Linked DNA regions of Oryctolagus cuniculus: region 1 is linked to region 2. Evidence: chromatin contacts called from public Micro-C data. All regions are on one chromosome and are shown on one strand. Each heading gives the region's core, a stretch centred on a gene start, on an enhancer-like site or on the middle of the called end of the contact. The rest is flanking DNA. Distances are from core to core; before and after follow the strand shown. Region 1 holds the start of EMC2 (ER membrane protein complex subunit 2). Region 2 holds the start of EIF3E (eukaryotic translation initiation factor 3 subunit E).

What was found. A called contact is a pair of places that touch in the nucleus more often than the background predicts.
Region 1: a Micro-C map of ear pinna shows a contact between it and region 2, with 4 times the contacts expected there. The contact joins the promoter of EMC2 here to the promoter of EIF3E in region 2. A contact is called at or near these places in 2 of 6 Hi-C or Micro-C datasets (ear pinna and an unstated tissue).

Annotation. Positions count from the first base shown.
Region 1 is chr6:133,676,612-133,682,899 of mOryCun1.1, forward strand. EMC2 (ER membrane protein complex subunit 2) reads left to right here and starts at 4,436. Exons shown (of 11, transcript XM_002710733.5): 1 at 4,436-4,561. The coding sequence starts at 4,522. It overlaps LOC103348112 (a long non-coding RNA gene), which reads right to left and starts at 4,390. Exons shown (of 7, transcript XR_011389296.1): 1 at 4,292-4,390.
Region 2 is chr6:133,459,157-133,465,194 of mOryCun1.1, forward strand. EIF3E (eukaryotic translation initiation factor 3 subunit E) reads right to left here and starts at 2,521. Exons shown (of 13, transcript XM_002710732.5): 1 at 2,337-2,521. The coding sequence starts at 2,426. LOC127490751 (a long non-coding RNA gene) reads left to right here and starts at 2,576. Exons shown (of 3, transcript XR_007919142.2): 1 at 2,576-2,829; 2 at 2,983-3,097; 3 at 3,584-3,816.

The DNA.
Region 1 (6,288 bases), core at 3,186-5,685, 220 kb after region 2:
ACAGAACATTTTTCTTTATTTACAGTTACAATTAAATGCTATAAAATGTTAATGAAGAGGCTGGCACGGTGGTTTAGCAGTTAAAGCTGCCACCTGCAGTGCTGACATCCCATTTGGCTGCTGGTTCAAGTCCCAGCTGCTCCACTTCTGACCCAGCTCTCTATTATGGCCTGGGAAAAGATGGCCCAAGTGCTTGGGCCCCTGCACCCTTGTGGGAGATCCGGCAGATGCTCCTGGCTCCTGGCCCTGGATTGATCTAGCTCTGGCCGTAGTGGCCATTTGGGGAGTGAACCAGCAGATAAAAGATCTGGTTCACTCTTTCTCTCTCTGCCTTACAAATAAATAAATACATAAATGTTTTAAAAAAGTTAAAGAAAAATATAGAATTTTTGTCACTGACACACTAGTTTTTTGAGTGCACCCATGGAAGGAAAATTTTATTAGACAGCTGAAATATCATAATTGATAAACAATCACTTTCCCCACCCCAAACGGTACTAATGATGACAAAATTTCTCTAAGATACATTTTTATTGTAAATATTTCATCTTTCATCTTTGATCTAAACAACTGATCTCCGTATGAATCACTCATTCTGTTACTAATTAGTGGCTAAAATTTGGGCAAATCATTTCACTTCAGGGCCTCAAACTGAGAAACACAATCTTCATGGGTCTTTTTTAAACTATAGATCATGACTCTTTTTTTTTTTTTTTTGGACAGGCAGAGTGGACAGTGAGAGAGAGAGACAGAGAGAAAGGTCTTCCTTTGCCGTTGGTTCACTCTGCAATGGCCGCCGCGGCCGGTGCACCGCGCTGATCCGATGGCAGGAGCCAGGTGCTTTTCCTGGTCTCCCATGGGGTGCAGGGCCCAAGCACTTGGGCCATCCTCCACTGCACTCCCTGGCCACAGCAGAGAGCTGGCCTGGAAGAGGGGCAACCGGGACAGAATCCGGCGCCCTGACCGGGACTAGAACCCGGTGTGCCAGCACCGCAAGGCAGAGGATTAGCCTAGTGAGCCGCGGCGCCGGCCGATCATGACTCTTATTAGTATGTTACAACTGTATTTTTTTTTAATTTGACAGGGAGAGTTATAGACAGTGAGAGAGAGACAGAGAGAAATGTCTTCCTTCCATTGGTTCACTCCCCAAATGGCTGCCACGGCCGGCACTGCGCCGATCCGAAGCTAGGAGCCAGGTGCTTCCTTTCGGTCTCCCATGTGGATGAAGGGGCCCAAGCACTTGGGCCATCCTCCACTGCCTTCCGGGGCTACAGTAGAGAGCTGGACTGGAAGAGGAGCAACTGGGACTAGAACCCAGTGCCCATATGGTATGCTGGCGCCACAGGTGGAGGAGTAACCAAGTGATCTTCTGTATATGAAGATAATTAAAAATGAATCTTAATGAAGAATGGGATGGGAGAGGGCATAGGAGGTGGGATAGTTTGGTGGTGGGAGGGCGAGTATGGGGGGAAGCACACTATAATCCAAAAGTTGTACTGATGAAATTTATATTTATTAAATAAAAGCTTTCTATATAAAAAAAGAAAAAATGTTCAGCATCACTACCTGACAGGAAATGCAAATCAAAACAACAATGAGGTTTCATCTCACCCCAGTTAGAATGGCTATCATACAGAAAACAACAATATAAATGCTGGCTAGCATGTGGAGAAAAAGGCACCTTAATCCACTGTTGGTGGGAATGTAAACTGGTAAAGTCACTATGGAAGACAGTATGGAGATACCTCAAAAATCTGAATATAGATGTACCATATGACCTAGCCACCCCACTCCTGGGAATTTATCCAAGAGAAATGTAATCAGTAAATAAAAGAGTTACCTGCATGCCCATATTTATTGTAGCTCAATTCACATTATCTAAGACATGGAAGCAGATGAAGACTGCATAAAGAAATTATGGGAAACGTACACTATGGAATACTACATAGTAGTTTAAAAAAATGAAATCTGGTCATTTGCAACAAAATGGATGAAACTGGAAAATATCATATTAGTGAAATAAGCCAGTTCCAAAGGTATGAACACCATATTTTCCCCTGATCTGTGAGAACTAATAGAGCACCTAAAATGAAATTACTAGATGTGAAATTGACACTTAGAGAAATGATGACTTGAGCTGCCTTTGTCTTCACTTTTGAGGGACAGTTTTGCTTTATTGTTTTTTGCTTTTCTTCGTATTATTTGTTGAACTCTTTATTTAACACTGAGTTAATCATATGTGTACAGAGTCAATTTAGGATGTATCTCAGTAAAAAATAAGAGTGGGAATAAGGGAGGGAGGAGGAAGTTTGTAAAGCCGTATAGTTCTGCATGCATTCCTACGGACTTACTCCTAAGTGTACAGTAAAAAACTTGCCATGGGATGCCAAATTCCATTACGCTGGGTGGTAAACATGCCATCTTAAGTGCTACAGTGATCATATTAAGTGTTAAAGTGAACATATAGATAGAATTAAGTGTCAAAGTGATCATATAAGTAGGATCAAGTGTCTAGTAATAATACATAGAATTAAAAAGGACTGTTCCAAAATGGGAAGCAGTCCACAGAGCAAACTCACAATTGACAAACCCTTTAAGTAACCCTCTGACCTCAGAAACAGCGCTTAAAACTTCCTGGTCTGGATGAGAAGCCCGTGAGAGTATTTCAGGCATGGAAAGCCAAGACACTGTGGCAAAAAATGTTCTACATGTGAGTGAGATCCCAGTGGAAAGAAGTGGCCATCAAAGAAGGATGTTCTTTTCTCTAAAGGGAAGACAGCACTTCCATTTTGCTAATGGCCTATTCTAAATACTGAAGGCTTCAATAGCTTGGGCAGCTCAAGAGAAGATCCTTGGGTGGTCACTGATGTCATACATAAGAGTGTTAATTATAAATTAACAACAGGAGTCACTGTGCACTAACTCCCCATGCAGGACCTCTGTCCTCAATGAGTTATATTATGAGCATTAACTGTAACATAGTTCTGTTTGTGTGTGTGTGTGTGTGTGTGTGTGTGCGTAAATTGTTGAACTCTTAGTATAGAGTTGGTCTCCATACAAAGTTAACTGAAAATGAATGGGACACAGGAGAACGGGACTGGGAAGAGAGGGAGGAGCAGGGGTAGGAGTGTCAATGGGAGGGTGGGTATGTTGGGAAGAATAACTATATGCCTAAAGTTGTTCTTACAAAATTTGTATTCCTTCAAAAAAATTTAAAAAACAAAACAACAACAACAAAAAACCTAGTTATTTATTTGTTTATTTGAAAGGCAGAGAGGCAGGAGTCTCCCATCTACTGGCTAACTCCCCAAATACCTCCAATAGCCCAGACTGCGCTAGTCTAAAGCCTGGACACCTGGAAATCAATCCCAGTCTCCCACGTAGGTGGCAAAATGCCAGCCACATTGGCCATCAACTGCTGCCTCCCAAGGTGCAGCAGGCTGGATCAGGGAGTGAAGCTGAGACTTGAACCCAAGCATTCTGTGGCATAATGCAGGTATCCGGAGCACTGTTTTTCTGTTTAACACGTATTTTTAGCCTTCTTTACTCACTTGATGTACCTTTCCTCTCTAATTTCATATTTACATTGCTTCCAGGAGTAAATTCATGTGTTTTGGCTTGCAAAATTAAAACAAAAATCATTTTTTTTTTTTTTTTTGCTTGCAGCCCATACATTTCTCCCTAGCGCGACAGGACTAGGTCCAAAGGTTCCTGAAAGCAACTAAGGTGGTGAGAAAGGGTGGGGAAGGAGGTTCCTTCTGAAGGAATAAAGAGAAGCCAAGCGTGGGAGAGTCAGAGTGTCATTCGGACATTCACTCATTACTAATGACCACTGACACACTGGCAAGGCTTACAGAGTTTCAAATCCGGAGTTGGAGACAGACAGGGATCGAGTAATTAGAAACACGCATGAGGAGTGTTAACTAAGGCTGTAAGCTGGCGGGAGGGTGTTTACGTGACTATTAACAAGTCCAGGCCACAGGAACATGAAGGCTAAAGGCAGATTCCAACTCAGTTCCTTCAAAAGACTTAGTGAGAATCTTGGAATTTACCAATTTTGTAGGACATTAAAAAGGAAAGGGTCAGAGAATCCCTTTAGGGAAGGTGGGAATCTGGTGTTCGGGGCTGAAGGCTGAGTAGCGGCAGGCCATGCGGGCAACAAAGTACTCACTGGAGAGTATGAAGAGAAGGAATACACAGATGTAGGGAAAAATGAAAAACCGGAGGTGAAAGACATTAAAAAAAAAACACAGCATTTGTTAAAATACACGCTAAACAGAAAACACCTCACCAACGCCCGGGAATCCTCAGGCTCCGGGTGCGCCGCGAAACGCCGGGCAAGCTCCGCCCCTTACTCCTTACGCCCCCACCACAGAGCGGCGCACACGTGCGCGGCGGGTACCGCCCCCTCCGTCCTCTGGACCAATTAGAAGTGGTTTCGTAATCCGCCACCTCCCGGTCGCGGGTTACGTGACGGCGTCTCCCCGCCCTCTCACCCCGCTGCCTCTGGGTTTTGGGAAGATGGCGAAGATCTCAGAGCTTTACGATGTCACTTGGGAAGGTAACTTCGGGCGGGGCGGGAGCAGAAACGTGAAAAGTCCGCGGCAGGTATTCGGGAACACCCGCTGCCCTCGGAGAGTTGGGCTGTCCGGTTTCTCTCCGGTACCGGAGCAGCGCTCTCTTGACGGGCCAAGCTGAGGTGGAGGTTGAGGCTGACCCCTTCCTTGGCCCAGACACGAACTCAGTGGCGTTCCCCACCGCGTCGGCTCAGCAGTAGACTGAGCGAGTTACTTCGGCGCCAGTCCAGCCCCCGGGGCAGCTTCCGTTTCTGAGGCGGGAGGGAGCAGGTACTGGGGCTGTGACACTTCTCTTGGGGTTGCTGGCAGCGCGGGGAGCTGGCTAGGTGGCTGCTGAAGCTTCTTTGGAGCCATGAAATACAGAGGCTTGTGAGGCCTTGTACTGACTGAGGTGTAAAGCTTACAGCTCTGCAGTAAAGATGTGTAGAAGGTGCAGGTGCGTGAGCATTCTCTGTCGTGCCACTTTACATTTTATTTTTTCCTCCAAACCAGGTTTATACTTTTTCCACTTTTTGTTTAATCTCTGACCCTCTAGCCCTGAAACTACAGTTATACATAGAACACATTTCCTTCTTACTCCCTACTAATAATTCCTTTTCTGAAGGGAAAAAGAACTGATTAACTCTGGAACATTTCTGACAGTCTTCTTTCTCCATCCTGAGTAGCATCATGAGTTGGTTAATTCAAAGAATATTGTGATTTTTGTGATAGGAAAACTTATTGTTCATAAAAGATGTATGCAGTAGGCTCTGTAAAAAATATAGAATGTATGATTTATATATTAGGCCTATTGAAAGCTCTTGATGTTTGTAACATACTTTTATTAGGAGTTTGTAGGTGGAAAGAGAATTTAGAGTTGTAAGAACAGTATAAGCAAGTTTTTTGAGAATATGGTATTTGTGCAAGACATGGAAAAGAGTACAATGCTGGGTGTATACGTTTGAGAGAATTTTAGTTGTCCATGCTTACTCTCCCTTCCTCCCGTCTTAAGTACTTTAAACAACCTCAATTTGGTTTGCACACCCTACTGCTCCCCTAAGGTCTCTAGGGAGACCTAAGGCTGACTCTGGTATGTGTGCTTTATACATCTGTACTGCCTTTGCTATTTTAGCTCAGTCCTTCTGAAAAATTCTTCCCTTGGCTAGTTTGTTTCTTTCTTAAAACTTTATTTATTTATTTGAAAGGCAGAGTTACACAAAGCGAAAGATATCTCTTTTTTTTTTTTTTTTCAAATATTTTATGTATTTGTTTGAGAGGTAGAGTTATAGACAGTGAGAGGGAGAGACAGAGAGGGGTCTTTCATCCGCTGGTTCACTCCCCAAATGGCTGCAATGGCTGGAGCTGTGCCAATCTGAAGCCAGGAGCAGGAGTTTCTTCTGGGTCTCCCATGTGGGTGCAGGAGCACAAGCACTTGGGTCATCCTCCACTGCTTTCCCAGGCCACAGCAGAGAGCTGGATCAGAAGAGGAGCATTCGGGACTAGAATTGACGCTCATATGGGATGCTGGCTCCACAGGCAGAGGCTTAACCTGTGCCACAGTGCCTGCCATAGAGAGATCTTTCATCAAATGGCCACAATTGCTAGAACTGGGCTGCTCCGAAACCAGGAGCCAGGAGCTTCTCTGGTTCCCCATGTCGAGGTGTAGACCAATGAAAAGAGCCATTGACTTTATTCTCAAGTACTTGGGCCATCCTCTGCTGCTTTCCCAAGC
Region 2 (6,038 bases), core at 1,271-3,770:
CATGAAGCTTACACTCTCCAACACACTACGAATATATCAAACTGGTTGTTTAAAAGTTTAAAAAGTCATTTATGTTTATTAATTGACAAGGCAGGGAAACACACAAAGATAGAAACAGAAGCTGGAATCATCATCAGAGCTGGGACTGGATCCCAGGCACTGATACGGAATATGGACAACCCAAGCAACATCCGTTATAACCACCATGCCAAATGCCTGCACTCGAGCTATTTTTCTTACTCCAGTATCTTCTTGTATCACAACCACTGATAGCATCCTAACCTTCTAGCAAGATTCAACTTACAGCCATTCCTCCACAAAGCCCATTTTGTTCAATGATGATGTAACAGATTCTCAATTCTGATAACTCTGCCAGTACTTTTCTCACTACTTTTTGTCTTCTATTAGACATTCAACTCTAAAAAATATGTAAGTATTTTAGTGGTGAGGTATCTGTTTTTGTTTTTTTTTTTTCCTCCTTGGATTTCTCACAATTCCATGGCCCTAGATTTAGTGAATGCTAACTAAATAACTTTGGCATCTGTCTTCCTCTTGGTGTATTACATCCATCTTCCAAGGATCCTGAGCTGCCATTCATAGCATTAGTCTTGAGCTATGAAAAAACCAGTTTACCAGAAGTCACTGTGCACTTACTCCCCATGTAGGACCTCCGTCCTTAATGAGTTGTACTATGAGAATTAACTGTAAAAGTTGTTCTCAAATTGTACTCTATATCTTGTGTGTGGGAGGGGGGCTACAAACTGTTGAAATCTGTACTTAACATAGAGTTGGTTCTCTGTATATAAAATTAAACTAAAAATGAACCATAATGAAGAAGGGGATGGGAGAGGGCATAGGAGGTAGGATGAGAGGGTGGGTATGGGGGAAAAAAGCACTATATTCTTAAAGTTGCACCTATGAAAAATGCATTCATTAAATAAAAGCTTTAAAAAAAACTAGTTTAGGTTTCTCTTGCCTGCCTTAAAAAACAAGTTTACAGAATACAAACATATTAACTTCAGGCTAGCTAAGAGCATTTCTGCCTTTAATAGTTGGTAAAAGAGTTCAAAACGTGCCATTTTCCTCTTCCTTCATTACTGGTGTGAGTTATCCACAAAAGGAAGCAGAAGGTGGGTTAGGCCACTGTACTCAAACTCTGAAATACAGCAATAACATGAAAAGTCAAGCAAAAATGTTGTCCTTTCAAGGAAAGACTTTATGTGGCCACTAGACAATTACTGAAAATGAACTTGCTGTTTCCTACCATCAAAGTTGTCTATAGGCATTCGGGCTCTTATGAACTCAAGGATTTTCTCTGTACAAATTAACCAAAACTACATGGACACTTGGAAAAACTATCAGAAAAAGTTAACATATATTTGTAGGAATTTTAAAAAATATTTTTAATTGCTGTTGGGACACACCAAATGCATTCCGCAGATCTAGAGCTTCCAGAAACAGAATTCATTTATTTTTCTGGACAAAATTTCTAATTCCTTCATCATAGTAATATTACTTTATTCCAATGACCAACATCAATTTTCCAATAAGCTAGGTATAACTAAACCCAATAAAATTTAGCTCCTCTCCTTCTTTAAAGTTCAAACATTTAGGCCTGAGATGTTTTAAAATGGAGTTGCAGAAGGACAGACTTATTTAAACATCTTGAACATCTAACCGAGTTTTAATGACCAATACAATCACTTGTACTTGGAAGCCTGTACATCTACACAGTGGAAAACAAATGTTGAGTTCGTTTGTGGACAGCGTTTTTTTTTTTTTTTTTTTTTCCGGTCCGCGTCCCCATTGGCCCAAATATGCTACACTTCCAGGAAGTAGCTACTTATTTAACTGCAGGGGAAAAAAAAAACTCATTTCAAAGAAATTAAAGCTGCTAGAGATGTTAAGTCTAAGAAAATCATTTCAAGTGTCCTGGCATACAAAGCCCCAAATCCAAGCCCAGGCTTCCCAGGTCTCACAAGAGCGATCAAAAGCTCTAACTCCGAGGTGCCCAAGGGAAGCAGAGCGACAGCTTCACTCCAGCTGAGCCAGTCCCCCACTTCCGAGAGGAACTGACGCCGAAGCCTCTGCGGCCCCGGCAACTCAACACGTGAAGCAGGGGCTCCCCGCTCCTCCCCACCGCCGAATTCAGCCCTGCGGACCTGCGGGGACGACGGTAACCCCCCGGTAGGTCCTGACGGCCGGGGCCGGGGCCGGGACCGCATTCGGCGGCCGCCTCGCACGTGTGTCAGGCCGAGGGCTGCAGCCATCGCCTCTCGGCCTTGCCCGGCCCCCTACCCGCTCCCACACCTTCCTCGCGCCCCAATCCCCCTCACCTCCTTTACGGAGAGGAACTCAAGCAGCGGAAAGACCAGATGCCGGTCCAAAAAGTGCGCGATCCGAGTAGTCAAGTCGTACTCCGCCATCTTGCCAAAGAAAAAGGGAGTCTGTGTTCACTAAAACTTTATTGACAGCACCGACAATGCACAGACACCGACTGCGCATGTGCGTTGGTTAAACCGGCCCAGGGAGTGGAGCCGGTTCCGCCTAGCGCGCGCAGAGAACAACCACGCATGCGCACAAGGCACCTTCTGCCGCCCTGGGCGTGTACTGCTACGGCGCTAGCCGCGGAGTACCGCGGCTGATGTCTTGCAAGTTAGCAGTCCGTGGTCTGCAGGCGATTCCGTTAATAATCACTGAAAGCTCAGAAATGATTGCCAGGGCAATGTCAGTTCCGTTCGGAATGCGACAAAGGCCAAGACAATGAGGGTTTCGCTCTTCGGGAAGTTTCGTACAGGGAGGAATATCTGAGCTTTCTTTCAGCATCGAGTAATGGTTTTGTAAAGTTGTGAAATTAAGGTGGGAGGGTGGGCGGTTTTAGCTTCGTGGGTAAGGCGCCGGCCAAGATTTGTGTTCTGCATGGGAGCCCCAGGGTTCCACACCCAGCCTGGCTCCTCACTCCAGCTTCCTTCTGGGGCGTAGGTTGGGAGGCAGCGATCCTGGCTCTGCTCAGAGGGAGACCAGGGTTAAGTTCTTCTCTCCCGAATTCCACTTGGTCCAGCCTGGCCATCCCAGACAGTGGGGGAGTGAACCCACGGTAGGAATGCATATTCTCTCTCTAGCATTAAAAAAAAATTTTAAGTGGGGTGGGGTGGGGGTGGGGGTGAGGGTAGTGGCTCTAGACAGAAAACAAGTGAAATAATTGCATAATGTAGTAAGAACTGTAACTTGGCAGAGGTGATTGGGTTGGGCCCATTTAATTAGAGTGAAAGAAACTCCAAATCAGGATTGCCAGAGAAAAATCAGTGGCAATTAAGGTGGTCAAAGAAAATTGAGATAAGGTAACAATTTAGCTGAGTAAGAGAAAGGTGACTAAAATTAGAGCCTAGAGAAAAGACTAAATCCTTGAGACAGGAAAGAATTTGGTGTGTTTCAGAAACTGTTATGTCATGTGATTGAAGAGTGAGGTTAAAGAAGTTAAGAGAGGCAGGCGCTGTGGCGCAGTAGGTTAATCCTCCGCCTGTGGCGCGGGCATCCCTTATGGGCGCCGGTTTTAGTCACGTCTGCTCTTCTTCCAATCCAGCTCTCTGCTATGGCCTAGGAAAGCAGTAGAAGATGGCCCAAGTCTTTGGGCCTCTGTACCTGTGTGGGAGATGGGAGGAAGCTCCTGGCTTCTGGCTTCAGACCAGCGCAGCTACTGCCTTTGTGGCCACTGGGGAGTGAACCAGCGGACTGAAGACCTTTCTGTCTGTCTGTCCTTCTCACTGTCTGTAACTCTACCTCTCAAATAAATAAAATCTTTAAAAAAAAAAAAAAGTTGAGAAGAAATGCCAGTTGTTAACTTCTTTTCATCTTTCAAGCCTTTTCCTTTTGCATAGCCCCAGGGGTCCTGAACCTTTTCCTTAAGTGATAATAGCCAATGTAATGACTTTATGTAATTTACACATTGACAACTCCCAAATTATAGCCCCAGTGTCAACTGTTAATCCTAGATTCACACATACCCAACATCTCAACATGGCCCCAACCAGACTCACTCATGTAGCCCAACAAAATATCCTCCATCTGAGCTCTCTGTGCTCTTCTCTCAGTCAATGGCAACTCCATCCATCCAGTTGCTCCGAAGCAAAATCTTGGAGTCATCCTTAACTTTTATCTCTCTCTTATACGCTACAACGAATCCATCAACAAACTCTTTGATTCTAGCCTGAAAGGCTTATCCCGATCCAGTCAGTTCCTGCCACCTCCCAAGTTACACCTTGCATCTAAACCACCATCATCTAGCTTTGAATTTTGAAAGAGCCTCCTTATTTATCACTTTGCTTCCCTTCTTTTCCTCCCATGCTTTATTCTTCACACAGCAGCCAGAGTGACTTTTGTAAGTCAAATTATGTTCAAAACCCTCTAAACCTTGCTGTCTCACTCATAAATGTTATAATGGCCTTAAAAGCTGTAGATCATCTGGACCCATAACCTCTCTCCTGATCTCCCACATCTCTGCTTCATCACTGTGACCCAGCCATATATATTTTCCTTCAGTTCTTCAGCTACTCCTCCTCAGTTTCCAGATTGGCCTCTTTTATTTGCTGTGTACTGTACCTGAATGTTCTTCCCTCAGTTCTTTGCATGATGGCTCTTTCTCCATTCCCTTCATGTTCTGCTTATATTTCATCCACCCAATGAGACCTCCCTCAACCAATCTACTTAACACCGGCCCCCCACAAACTAATGACAACATTATGCATTGTTGTACAGTATAGTATAGGTAAGGAGCACACAGGATATCCCGGTATTATTTCTGACAACTGCATGTGAATCTAGTATCTCAAAATTCAAAAGCCTAATGAATAAAAGTGATTCCTAGACTGTGGGCTTAAGAAATTTTCTGGGTTGGCATTGTGGTGCAGCAGGTTGATACTACCTGCAACACTAGAATCCCACATTGGAATGCTGATTTGAATTCTGGCTGTTCCACTTGCAATTCAGCTTCATATAGATGCACCTGAAAAGGCACTGAATGATGGCCCAGAGTAGTTGGGCCCCTGCCACCCATGTGGGAGTCCAGGATGAAGTTCCTGGCTCCCAGCTTTAGCCTGGCCCAGCCCAAAGCTGGCTGTTTCAGGCATTTGGGGGAGTGAACTAGCATATGGAAGAGATGTCTCTCTGTCTCTGTCTCTCCCTCACCTTCTGTCACTCTGCCTTTCAAATGAATAAGTAAGTCTTTTAAAAAATTTAAATTAAGAAGATTTATTTACTTGAAAGGCAGAGTGACAGCGAAGGAGAGACAAAGACAGAGATTTCCCATCTGCTGGTTCACTCCCCAAATGGCCTGAACAGCCAGGGCTGGGCCAGGCAGAAGACAGAAGTCAGCAGCTTCATCTGGGTCTTCCATATGGGTGCAGGGGCCCCAATACTTGGGCCATCTTTCACTGCTTTCCCATGCACATTAGCAAGGAGCTGGATCAGAAGTGGAGCAGCCGGGACTCAAACCTGCACCCGTATGGGATGTTAGCATGGCAGGCAGCAGCTTTATCTACTAAACTATAGCACTGGCCCCAATAAATCTTTTTAAAAAGGAAAATTGGGTAACTTCTGTTGACCAGTATAAATGGAGCAGTGGAAAAGGAGCATGTATGGGTGAAAAATAGGAGTTCTGTTTCAGACAGAAAAAGACCCATATTAAATATGCAAGTGGTGAAGTCTAGTAAGAAAATGGAGATACTATTCTGGAGCAGTTGCTATAGTTGTTGATCCCTTATGATGCATACAACTTTGTACTAGATGTTTACAAAGATTTGGTAGTAGGGTATGCTGTCTGCCATACTGTTTACAATATAATTGGGAAAGCAAGTCTAAATAATCACAAACCAGCTTTAGTATAGGCTGCTAAATTGTAGGGGAATACTATTTGTGGATATAAGAGTTAAGAAATGACAGGGTTTCTTGTTTTAACATGGCTTATTTGTCCATATTATTTGAAAAGAGAGACAGAGACAGAAAGACAAACAGATCTTCTACTCATTGATTCACTCCCCAAA